Regions from separate parts of the Sus scrofa genome. Here all the other regions are linked to region 1. Evidence: chromatin contacts called from public HiChIP or PLAC-seq data. All regions are on one chromosome and are shown on one strand. Each heading gives the region's core, a stretch centred on a gene start, on an enhancer-like site or on the middle of the called end of the contact. The rest is flanking DNA. Distances are from core to core; before and after follow the strand shown. Region 1 has its middle 5.5 kb from the start of INHBA. Region 2 has its middle 130 kb from the start of INHBA. Region 3 has its middle 160 kb from the start of INHBA.

Evidence for each region. HiChIP or PLAC-seq counts read pairs in DNA pulled down with a chosen protein or histone mark.
Region 2: a contact with region 1 is called in an H3K27ac HiChIP or PLAC-seq map of alveolar macrophages. The contact joins two enhancer-like sites. A contact is called at or near these places in 2 of 47 Hi-C or Micro-C datasets (embryonic fibroblasts and fibroblasts) and 2 of 2 datasets of contacts at active chromatin or transcription factors (alveolar macrophages and skeletal muscle).
Region 3: a contact with region 1 is called in an H3K27ac HiChIP or PLAC-seq map of alveolar macrophages. The contact joins two enhancer-like sites. A contact is called at or near these places in 2 of 47 Hi-C or Micro-C datasets (adipocytes and embryonic fibroblasts) and 1 of 2 datasets of contacts at active chromatin or transcription factors (alveolar macrophages).

Annotation. Positions count from the first base shown.
Region 1 is chr18:52,882,680-52,885,769 of Sscrofa11.1, forward strand. No RefSeq gene overlaps it. Among named protein-coding and RNA genes, the nearest start is that of INHBA, 5.5 kb to the right of the region's middle. Within about 2 kb of position 1,817, at least 39 of the 83 cell types and tissues checked have an H3K27ac peak or open chromatin away from gene starts, as enhancers often do. A contact at or near this core is called in alveolar macrophages, where this site is marked.
Region 2 is chr18:52,753,724-52,756,590 of Sscrofa11.1, forward strand. No RefSeq gene overlaps it. Among named protein-coding and RNA genes, the nearest start is that of INHBA, 130 kb to the right of the region's middle. Within about 2 kb of position 1,583, at least 5 of the 83 cell types and tissues checked have an H3K27ac peak or open chromatin away from gene starts, as enhancers often do. A contact at or near this core is called in alveolar macrophages, where this site is marked.
Region 3 is chr18:52,732,442-52,735,728 of Sscrofa11.1, forward strand. No RefSeq gene overlaps it. Among named protein-coding and RNA genes, the nearest start is that of INHBA, 160 kb to the right of the region's middle. Within about 2 kb of position 1,975, at least 5 of the 83 cell types and tissues checked have an H3K27ac peak or open chromatin away from gene starts, as enhancers often do. A contact at or near this core is called in alveolar macrophages, where this site is marked.

The DNA of each region.
Region 1 (3,090 bases), core at 567-3,066:
TTCGACCCACTAGAGGCCAGTAGAACCTCCCTTCCCAGTTAGACCAAGCAAAAAATTTTGCCTTTGGGCATGGCCCCAGGTCTCCTGGGGAGCAAAATCATCGCACTTGAGAGCCTCTATTCTAAATGGAAAGCTAACAGTTCATTTACTGGCGTTGTTTTCTTTTCTTTCCTTAGTCATTTTAGCTGTAGCATCTGAGTTCCCTTGGTTCAGATAAGGCACTTCCAAATACTCTCAAAACAGAGCACTCATACATAGCCCGAGGCCTTATGGGATATTCCGGTGGTTCTCAGAAAAATGAGAGGCTTAGGAATAAGGCTCTGGGGTTAGCTCTTCCTGACCCTCTTGTTTTCTAAGGAATTTTGGAGGAATTGTAACGTTCCCTCTCCCTCTTCTATTTAGCTGTATGCATTCATTGCCTTGGACATAAAAGCAAACAGCTTCCTAGCTCAGTTTGGAATGTGCAATGCTCATTCTTCTTTGTCCCAATTCACTCTACCTAAGCTAGCGTCCAGGTGATGGGCAGCCTCCAGCTGTCCAGCAAACAGGCGGTTTGGCCAGCCCCATATTCAATCCAAACCATTTTTGATCAGACTCCCGAAATCTCACTGCAACAAATATCTCTCTGGCTTCTGCCCACGTTTTCTGGATTCCGGGCTGCCTCTTGAGGGAGTCACCGCTCCCCACGGAGACAAGGTTTTCCTGCCTTGAGCCCAGAATAACATGTCAGCTGCTGAGAACACCTCGGGTTCCTTTTGGTTTCTCCCCATAGTCACGTTTTATGTTCGGTTTCCCAGACGGGATGAACCAGAAATCATGCTTTGGGGGAAACAGATTTTTTGAACTCAAACACTCTGACTCGTCAGCAGCCTCGTCCGTGCTCTGAACCCCCAGCCTCGTGCCACTTCGGCCGAATCAGATCACAACCTCCCAGGCACCTGCCTGGGGTGTTCACGCCTCCTGATGTGTATTACTATTATTATTTTTTTTAACTGAGTAACGGCAAAGCGTGAGCAGCAGCTAAAACAACAGGGCCATGACAAACGAGCCCCTTTTCTGGGCCTGTCTCCTTGTTCCAGGAGTAGTGAGCAAAGAGACCAATTAATAGCATGGATGGAAGCCGAAGGACAGACGGTTTGCTTGAGAAGAAAAATGAACATTCTTGCTCCCTGATCTATGCCAACTTTGTGCAGGGACAGCTGCTGCCACGGAGTAAACACGGCTAGAGGTGGCCCGTGCCCCCAAGAAGTGTGTCGCTGAGGGCCACAGGGCAGCACAGGGTCACGGGTCTCTCCCCCAGCTCAGGCCATCCGGCCTGTATCCTTAAACGAACTTTGTTTTTTGACCAGCTCACTAATTGTGATTGAAAACACTAGCTTTCCCAGCAAGGCACAAGCCCTGGAGTTCGCAGCAGCAAGACAGGCCCTAATTGCTCCATTTACATAAAAGTAGAAACATACAACGTCTAAATATACATCTCTGGCACATCGTGCCTTTTGCAATTACAGTAAAATAAGGTACCACACTTTCCCTCCCGGCTCCTCGAAACAAGCTGCTCCCCCCCTCCCTGGGTTCTCCAGGGGCCGCTCCTTCCAGGCGAGAACAGAGCCCTGCAGAAGGCTCCGGCGAGCGAGGAGCCGGGCGCTTTGTTGAAGTAGCCAGTAAATCAGGCCGCCCGCACTAGGTGAAAAACGCGGTGGCAGCGGGCCACCGTGCTAGCGCAGGAGCCGGCAGGACCCGGCAGGACCCAGCTCAGCGATCGGAAAAGGGACAGAGCTGGAGGGGCGGTAGCGCTCCCCGCGCGCCTCTGTCCGCCCCGGAGCCGGCCCTCAGGTCCCCGTCCTGGTCCCTGGCATTGGCTGCGCTTTGAAGCCCTGCCACCGAGGGCTGGGTTCAGAGATTGCCAGCTGCACTCCCCGATCAGTGCTTCTCCCCCCCCCCCCCGCCCCCCACCTCCCCCCCTTCTCTGAATTCTCTAGCTGCCAAAAGGGGGGAAAAATCAAGAGCTGCTCTTAAAAGAAGTTGCCCTTGCGGGTGCTCGGGGTAAAAATAGAGGCGGCCGCTCCGCCCGGCTTGGCCGTGACTCCAGCCCCGCGAGCCGGGCTCGAGCAGCGGCCGCGATCCGGCGTGATCCCCGGGAGCTGCCAGCAGGTGTTGCTCAAGGTACAGTAGCAGGCCGAGCAGCGGGCCCGCAGGCCGGGGAGGGGGGAGCTGCGGGGGGAGGGGCAGGAAGTGAAAGAGAAACCGACCCGAGCAAGGAACAGGAGATGCTGGTCGGGAGCCGGGCTGCCCAGCTCAGCCCTGGGCCCCGGAGTCCGGCAGGGAAAAAATCACCCCCGGTCCCGAAAGAGTGGAGCGAAGTTATTTGAACCTGCCTGCTTCCTCCCCCACCCCCTCCCACCCCCTCCCACCCCCCACCTTCGTCTTCCTCTGAGCGAGGAGGCATCTCCCGCGGGGCTGAGCCCGGAGGTTGGGGATTCAGGTAGAGAATGACGTCACAGCTGGTGGGCTGACCCAGGCAGGTGGGCACTTCGATGGCATCCGTGGCCAACGCGATCTGAGTCACAGAGATTGGGTGGCTCCTCTGGGGTGCTGCAGATTTCCTGTGACACAGATGTTCAGAGAGAGGCGCCCACTGGGCATCTCGGAAATCATATCGCCTCCTGTTTTTCGGAGCACGTGCTTTTGACCCCGCAGGGGAGTTATTGTGGAGCCCACTTTAGAGACACTGAGGTTATCTGGTAGTAAGTAGCAGCATCCGGGGTCTCCTCCGGGTGGGTTTGTGCCCCCAGACTCATAAACCCGGTGGCGTTTCCAGAACGCCACCCGGGGTTGGGGGGGGGGGCAGGGGGGAGTTTAGATGCCCCTCAGACCGCTGCTCTCCCGGAGAGCTCATTTAAAAAGGGTAAGGGAGCTCCTTTCTTGCAGAGAGCTTGGGTCCTTCCAGTTCCAGACTGAGGGGCAGGGTAGGAGTTTAACCAGCACTGATCCTGTTTCTGTCTTTCCTTCTCAGATTCCCTCTGTTCCTCTACAACCTAATGATTTTTATTTTTGACTTCATTTCTGCATATGCAATTCTTAGAATACTCC
Region 2 (2,867 bases), core at 333-2,832, 130 kb before region 1:
TGCCATGGGATTAAAAGAACAAAGAAAGAATATGAGGGTATAACTGAACCACTTAACTGTGCGGACATTAAGACGTTTTAAAATCAGCATTACGTCGATAAACGTTTTGAAAGCCCCAGGAGACCAGCTTGTAAAGGTTCTTACAAACGTCAGATACATAACTTGTAAGCAGAGGACTTTGTATTCAATAACTAGTCCCAACAGACGTGCTGTCCTTCCCCGAATAGAACACGACATGCTCCGCATACAGCTGTAGAGACACCATACCGGTTTTTTTCCTTTTAATGAGAGCGCTGCTGCAAAAGAGATTTATTGGAATTGCCATGTTTTAACTTGTGGGTTTTTTTTTTTTTTTTAAAAGCACTCTAAAGCCTGTATTTTGTTGTGGTTTATTCTCATTCTCAATAAGTGTTTGATCCCTGGCCTGGGAACTTCCACAGGCCATAGGTACAGCCAAAAAAATAACATAAACAAACAATAAAAATATAAACAAACAAACAAACGTTTGCTTTTGTACCTAATGGTATATTCTTACTTTTGTGTTCATCGGCTTGAAGAGGGCTCTCCAAATTATATAATCTTCAGGCCCCAGAAAAATCTGCCTAAGCCACTGACTGTCCTGCAGATGGCAGCCAGGCTGGCCCCTTAGAGCAGAGGTGCCCAGCAGTAGCCTCTGCCTGGTTTGAACTCTCGGGGGACTTTCTCCCCCCCGCAGAAACTTCACGCGCTGTCCCCCCATCCAGGGCACACCCCCAGGGCTCCTGGAACACGCTGCTTTCTTTGGCCTCACCTCCTTTGATCATGCAGGTGCTCACTGATGACAATGCTTTTCTCAGTATTTGTTTGTTGGCTAAATTTCTACTGACTCTTCATCACGCAGCGAGGCAGACTCTGCCAGGGCTAGAGTTGGGTAGGGTGGCCACGAGGGCGCTGGGTGGTCACCGCTGGCTTTTCCACAGAAGCTGGGCTTGGGGGGTTTGATGGGCAGGAGCACGGTGGCCTCGCTTCCTTGGCGGCTGGCTCCTTGCTTGGCTCCGAGCAGGCGCTGAACCAGAGATGCTAAAGGAGCCCACGACACATCTCCATGTTGGTCCACCGGCCAGAGGGCTGCAACCGGAGTGCCCGACCCTGGACTTCCTCCCAGTCTGAACGTCTGGTCATCTCAGTCTACATCCCAGCTGCAGTGGCCATCTGGTCTGGGCACAGGCACGTCCAGATCCCCTCCTGCCCCTCTCACCCTCATGCCGCCCTTGCTGACACTCCTGTGTTTCTTTAGTTCCTTTTTTTTTTGGCAGCATGTGGACATTCCCCTCCAAGAGTCGAACCTGCCTCACAGCAGCGACCTGAGCTGCTGCAAGGACAAAGCCAGATCCTTCACCTGCTGTGCCACCAGGGAAATCCACGCCATCCCATTTTGTTCCTTCTCTCAAGGCCAGAGCTGGGGAAGCAGCCCAGAGGGAGTCACTTGTTTCTTCTCTCTTCATTCATCAAGGTTGGCTCACTGCTTCTCCCACTCTTGATTAGCCGGCCAAGAAAACGGTCTCTATAAATAGACTTCAGCTTATATTTGTGACTCAAGCGTCCCCATCACATGTGACAAAACAAACAGGAAGTGCCTTTGTTGATACGCTTTGATTTCCTGTGGTGGTATTATTAGCAGCAACGCTGGTGATGAGAAAGCAGAGGCTGATGGTTGCTTTACCAGAATAACTAAAGCCTTCTCAGGCAAGCCCATCGTGCTTATTTCGTGGGCGCTTTAACTAGTCACAGGATTGTTAACGAACTGAAGCCAGAGTTTGGTTTACAGATTGTGTTCTCCCCTCTGTTTCCTTCCCTATCTTCTGTGTGTGTGAGTGTCTCCCCCAGTTTCCCCTTTAGGGCAGGGACTGACACGTCAGGAGACCTGGGCCACGTTACCGTCCCTACTCCCAACCTCTTAGAACGCAAACCAGGTTTCGAGAAGGAGAGCCTGAGAAACTTCAAGGCCAAAGAAAGCAAATGTTGCATCTATCATTCTTTAAGGATACCCTTGGACAGCTTTGCAAAGCTCTCCTGTGATTGGCTTGGTGGGGTGGCGGGGTTGGAGATGAAAACAGCTTCCTTTGCACCTAAATGCATGCGTTTTATTTCTCCTTCCAGATATCCAGCGGGCCTCGTTTGAAGCCCACCCCTCCACCTTCCCCCCACCAAGCCCAGGCTCTCTGTCTGGTCAGGGAAATAAAGCCACTTGTCTTTTCATTCCCAAGAGCCATGAGTCCATGTACATAAATCTGCGCTTCAAATTTGCTGTCTCCAATGCTACTTTACTTAGATAAGCTGGAGGAGGAATCCTAAAAACCCAGCAAGGTCTGGCATGTACCCAACCTTGAAGCAAGTGAAAGTTTACCATGGTTCCGTCCACTTGACCGTGAGGAATGACTCTGATAGGAATGCTGTTCCTGGCTTCTTTTCTCCAGGTTCAAAGCTGCACCCATGAGATTGGGTTGGGAGCTGAACCAGCTGAGGTGTACTGGGCTCAGTCAGGGCTGACAAGTCACCGGGACTCCTAGGTTTACTTCCTCTTTTTAAAAAAAAAAAAAAATTGTCTTTTTTGGGGGGGCTGGACCCATGGCATATGGAAGTTCCCAGGCTAGGGGTCAAATAGGGACTGCAGCCACCGGCCTATACCACAGCCACAGCGACACCGGATCAGAGCCGCATCTGCCACCTACACCACAGCTCAAGGCAACACTGGATTCTTAAACCACTAATTGAGGCCGAGGATCGAACCCTCATCCTCATGGGCACTAGTCGGGTTCATTACTGCTGAGCTACAACAGGAACTCCTTAATTTTTATTTTTAGGGCCACACGTGCAGCATATGGATG
Region 3 (3,287 bases), core at 725-3,224, 150 kb before region 1:
GAGCCACAAGAGAACTCTGGGTCCAGCTTTCCTGTCTTTTTTTTTTTTTTTTTTTGCCATGCCAGCAGGCTGCAGAAGATCCCAAGCCAGGGACTGAACCCAAGACATAGCTGTGACAGCACTGAATCCTTAACCACTAGGCCACCAGGGAACTCCCTCATCCCTTTTCAATGGCTGGTTAGCATTCAATTTTGTGGATAGACCGCATTTATTTATCCGTTCATCGGTGGATGGACATCTGGGTTGCTTCCCCTTTTTTGCTATTAAAACTAATGCTGCAATGAACATTTGCGTGCCCATATTTATGTGGACGTGTTCTCACTTTAGTCTGTCTTTTTTTTTGACCTTCCCCACCACATGGAGAAGTTCCCAGGCCAGGGATTGAACCAGTGCCACAACAGCGATTGGAGCCATTGCGGTGACGCCAGATCCTTAACCCACTGAGCTGCAGGAGAACTCCTTCACTTCTCTCAGGTGTGTACCCAGGAGGGCAATTGCTCGGTCACATGGTAGCATTCTGTTTACCTTTTTGAAAAGCTTCCCAAGTGTCTCACACAGCAGCTCTACCACCTCGCACTCCCAGCAGCAGTGAGTGAAAATTCCAATTTCCTCACTTACTCATCAGCCCTCATACGTTTCTCTTTCTTTCTTTTTTTTTTTTTTTTTTTTTTTTTTTTGTCTTTTTGCTATTTCTTGGGCCGCTCCCGCGGCATATGGAGGTTCCCAGGCTAGGGGTCTCATCGGAGCTGTAGGCACCAGCCTACGCCAGAGCCACAGCAACGCGGGATCCGAGCCGCGTCTGCAACCTACACCACAGCTCACGGCAACGCCGGATCGTTAACCCACTGAGCAAGGGCAGGGACCGAACCCGCAACCTCATGGTTCCTAGTCGGATTCGTTAACGGCTGAGCCACGACGGGAACTCCTCTTTCTTTCTTAATTACAGCCAGGCTTGTGGGTCACTCTTCAGGCTTCCTCATGGGTGGTATCTCATTGCAATTTGGGTTTGTATTTCCCTAGTGACTAATGATGTGGAACATTATTTCGTGTGCTTATTGGCCAGTGGTATATCTTTTGTGGAGAAATGTCTGTTTCAGTCATTTGCCCATTTTTAAATTGGGCTCTTTTTATTTTCAGTCGTAAGACTGTTTCGAATATTCTAGACACTAGACCTCCAACAGATATAAACTTTGCATCCATTTCCCCTCTTTCTGTGGGTGTTTAGTGCAGTGTTACAGGTTATAGATGACTGTGGATCTGGACCGTAATTGTCAGGCACTATAGCATAACGCATCCTTTTTGTGCATATCACTCCGTCTACCCTTCTATCTATGAATTTCTGGCTAATCCTCCTTCCTTCCCTTCTGGGTACCCTGGCTCCTCAAGGCCAGAACCCAAGCTAAGCGAGTCAAAACCTGTTGCCAGAGTGTTTCATTCTAGTAAGAAGTTATCTAAAGATTCTTCTCTCTGCTCACACACCTGTGGGTATGTAACACCAGAACTGCCCACTTCATGCCCCCCTCATGGTAAAAAACCCTTTGGCAGGAGGAGAGAATGAAATCCACATGTAGAGACGCTCGGAGACGGGGGTAGCGTTGCGGTCCCCCCATTGCCCCCCAGCTACACCCATTCTTCTTTGTTATGTGAGCAAATAAAGTCCTTTTTAGGCTTGACTGAGCGGAAATTAGCTTTCTGTCACTTGAAACGTAACACTCACTGACTAATGTAGTTAGCCCACGGCTTATCAAAGATCTTACCAGCAACACTTGCACAGGGAAAGTTTGTAATACTTAGTTTGTGGGAAGACATGCAAGAAAAATATAGCTGGGTAGAATTTGGGAAAACACATACTAACACGTCTGGGGAAACAGGATAAAAATGTTCGCGTTTATGGGAAAGAGACTTGCAGGGGAAGAGTCACCCCGAAGCCGTTGCAATGAATGGCAGATGACAATGAGTCATCTATATGAATCGGTCATATGACACGGCAAGGGAAACAGCCTTTGAGGTATGGAAGGGATGACAGGCAAGGTACAGTGAGTCACAGACGTTTGTGTCCAACATGCCTCGTGGAGTCCTCCACCGACAACAGCTGTCCGAACCAGCTGGCACCTCTTACGTGGGAATGTGGCTGTTTTTTCTCTCTGCCTGGTGTGTCATCTCTCTGCCGCATCCACTAGTTCTCTGTTCTTCCTCTGTTCTCCCGTAGCCGTCTATCCTTGGTGCTTTTTTCCAAATGTACATAGTTTCTTCATTTCCATATACATTCCAATCACATGGACCGATCAAGTACATGGTTTAAAGCTCAGGAATTTATAGACAGTTGACAGGTTCTTTTTCATGCCATTTTTCTATTTCCAAGGCTATAGAAATGAGTCTGTTTTGTTTCTTCCCTCAGCTGAAGTTGTTATAACAAATCTGTTATTAAGATCAAAATGTGTGTTGAATTAGTCAATCATATTTTTTCTATTTTCCCTGTCACCACTCACGTCTAAGGATTCATTACTTCATTCCCGAGTTACTATGATAGGCTTTTTTTTTTAATCTATTTTATTATGGAAACATTCAAATATACTCAAAAGTAGAGAGACTATTATACGGAATTCTCATGTACCTGTCGTAAAACTTCATCAGTTATAACATCTGGCCATTCTTTCCCCTTGTTTTTGTTTTTTTTTTCTGGAATATGCTAAAGCTGACCCCACTCATCCTGGAAGGTCAGTATGTATCGCTAAGAGATAAGCAATTTGTGTCCCCATACCTGTCTAATTATTCTTTCTCTAATCTCCTTTTTCTCACCAATCTTTGGTCCTTTAAAAAAAAAAAAGATTGCAAAGACCATGTAGGTATTATGAATGTATAAGAGAGCATGGGAATTTTAGCAACCAAAAAACAGTATCATTTATACATCCCCCAGACAGAAAATGGCAAGTTGGTTCTCCTCCCCAAAATAGGACCTGAAAACCATTTCTGACTATAGCCTCGCTGCCCCTTAGCGTCATTTCCCCTCCTTGAGGTTATAATTCAGGTGTGCAAGGATCTTGATTAATGACTTTGGACAATTAGGTAGGTGCATAGCAGAAAGGAAAAAGCAAAAAGAATCAAGAAAATAAAAATTTAAAAACACTAACAGTTGGAGTTCCCTGGCGATTCAGTAGGTTAAGGATCAGTATTGTCACTGCTGAAGCTCTGGTTAAAGCTGTTGCATGGCTTCAATCTCTGGTCCAGGAACTTCTGCATGTTACAGGTGCAGCCAAAAAAACCCACTAACAGTTAAGTTGTTGTTT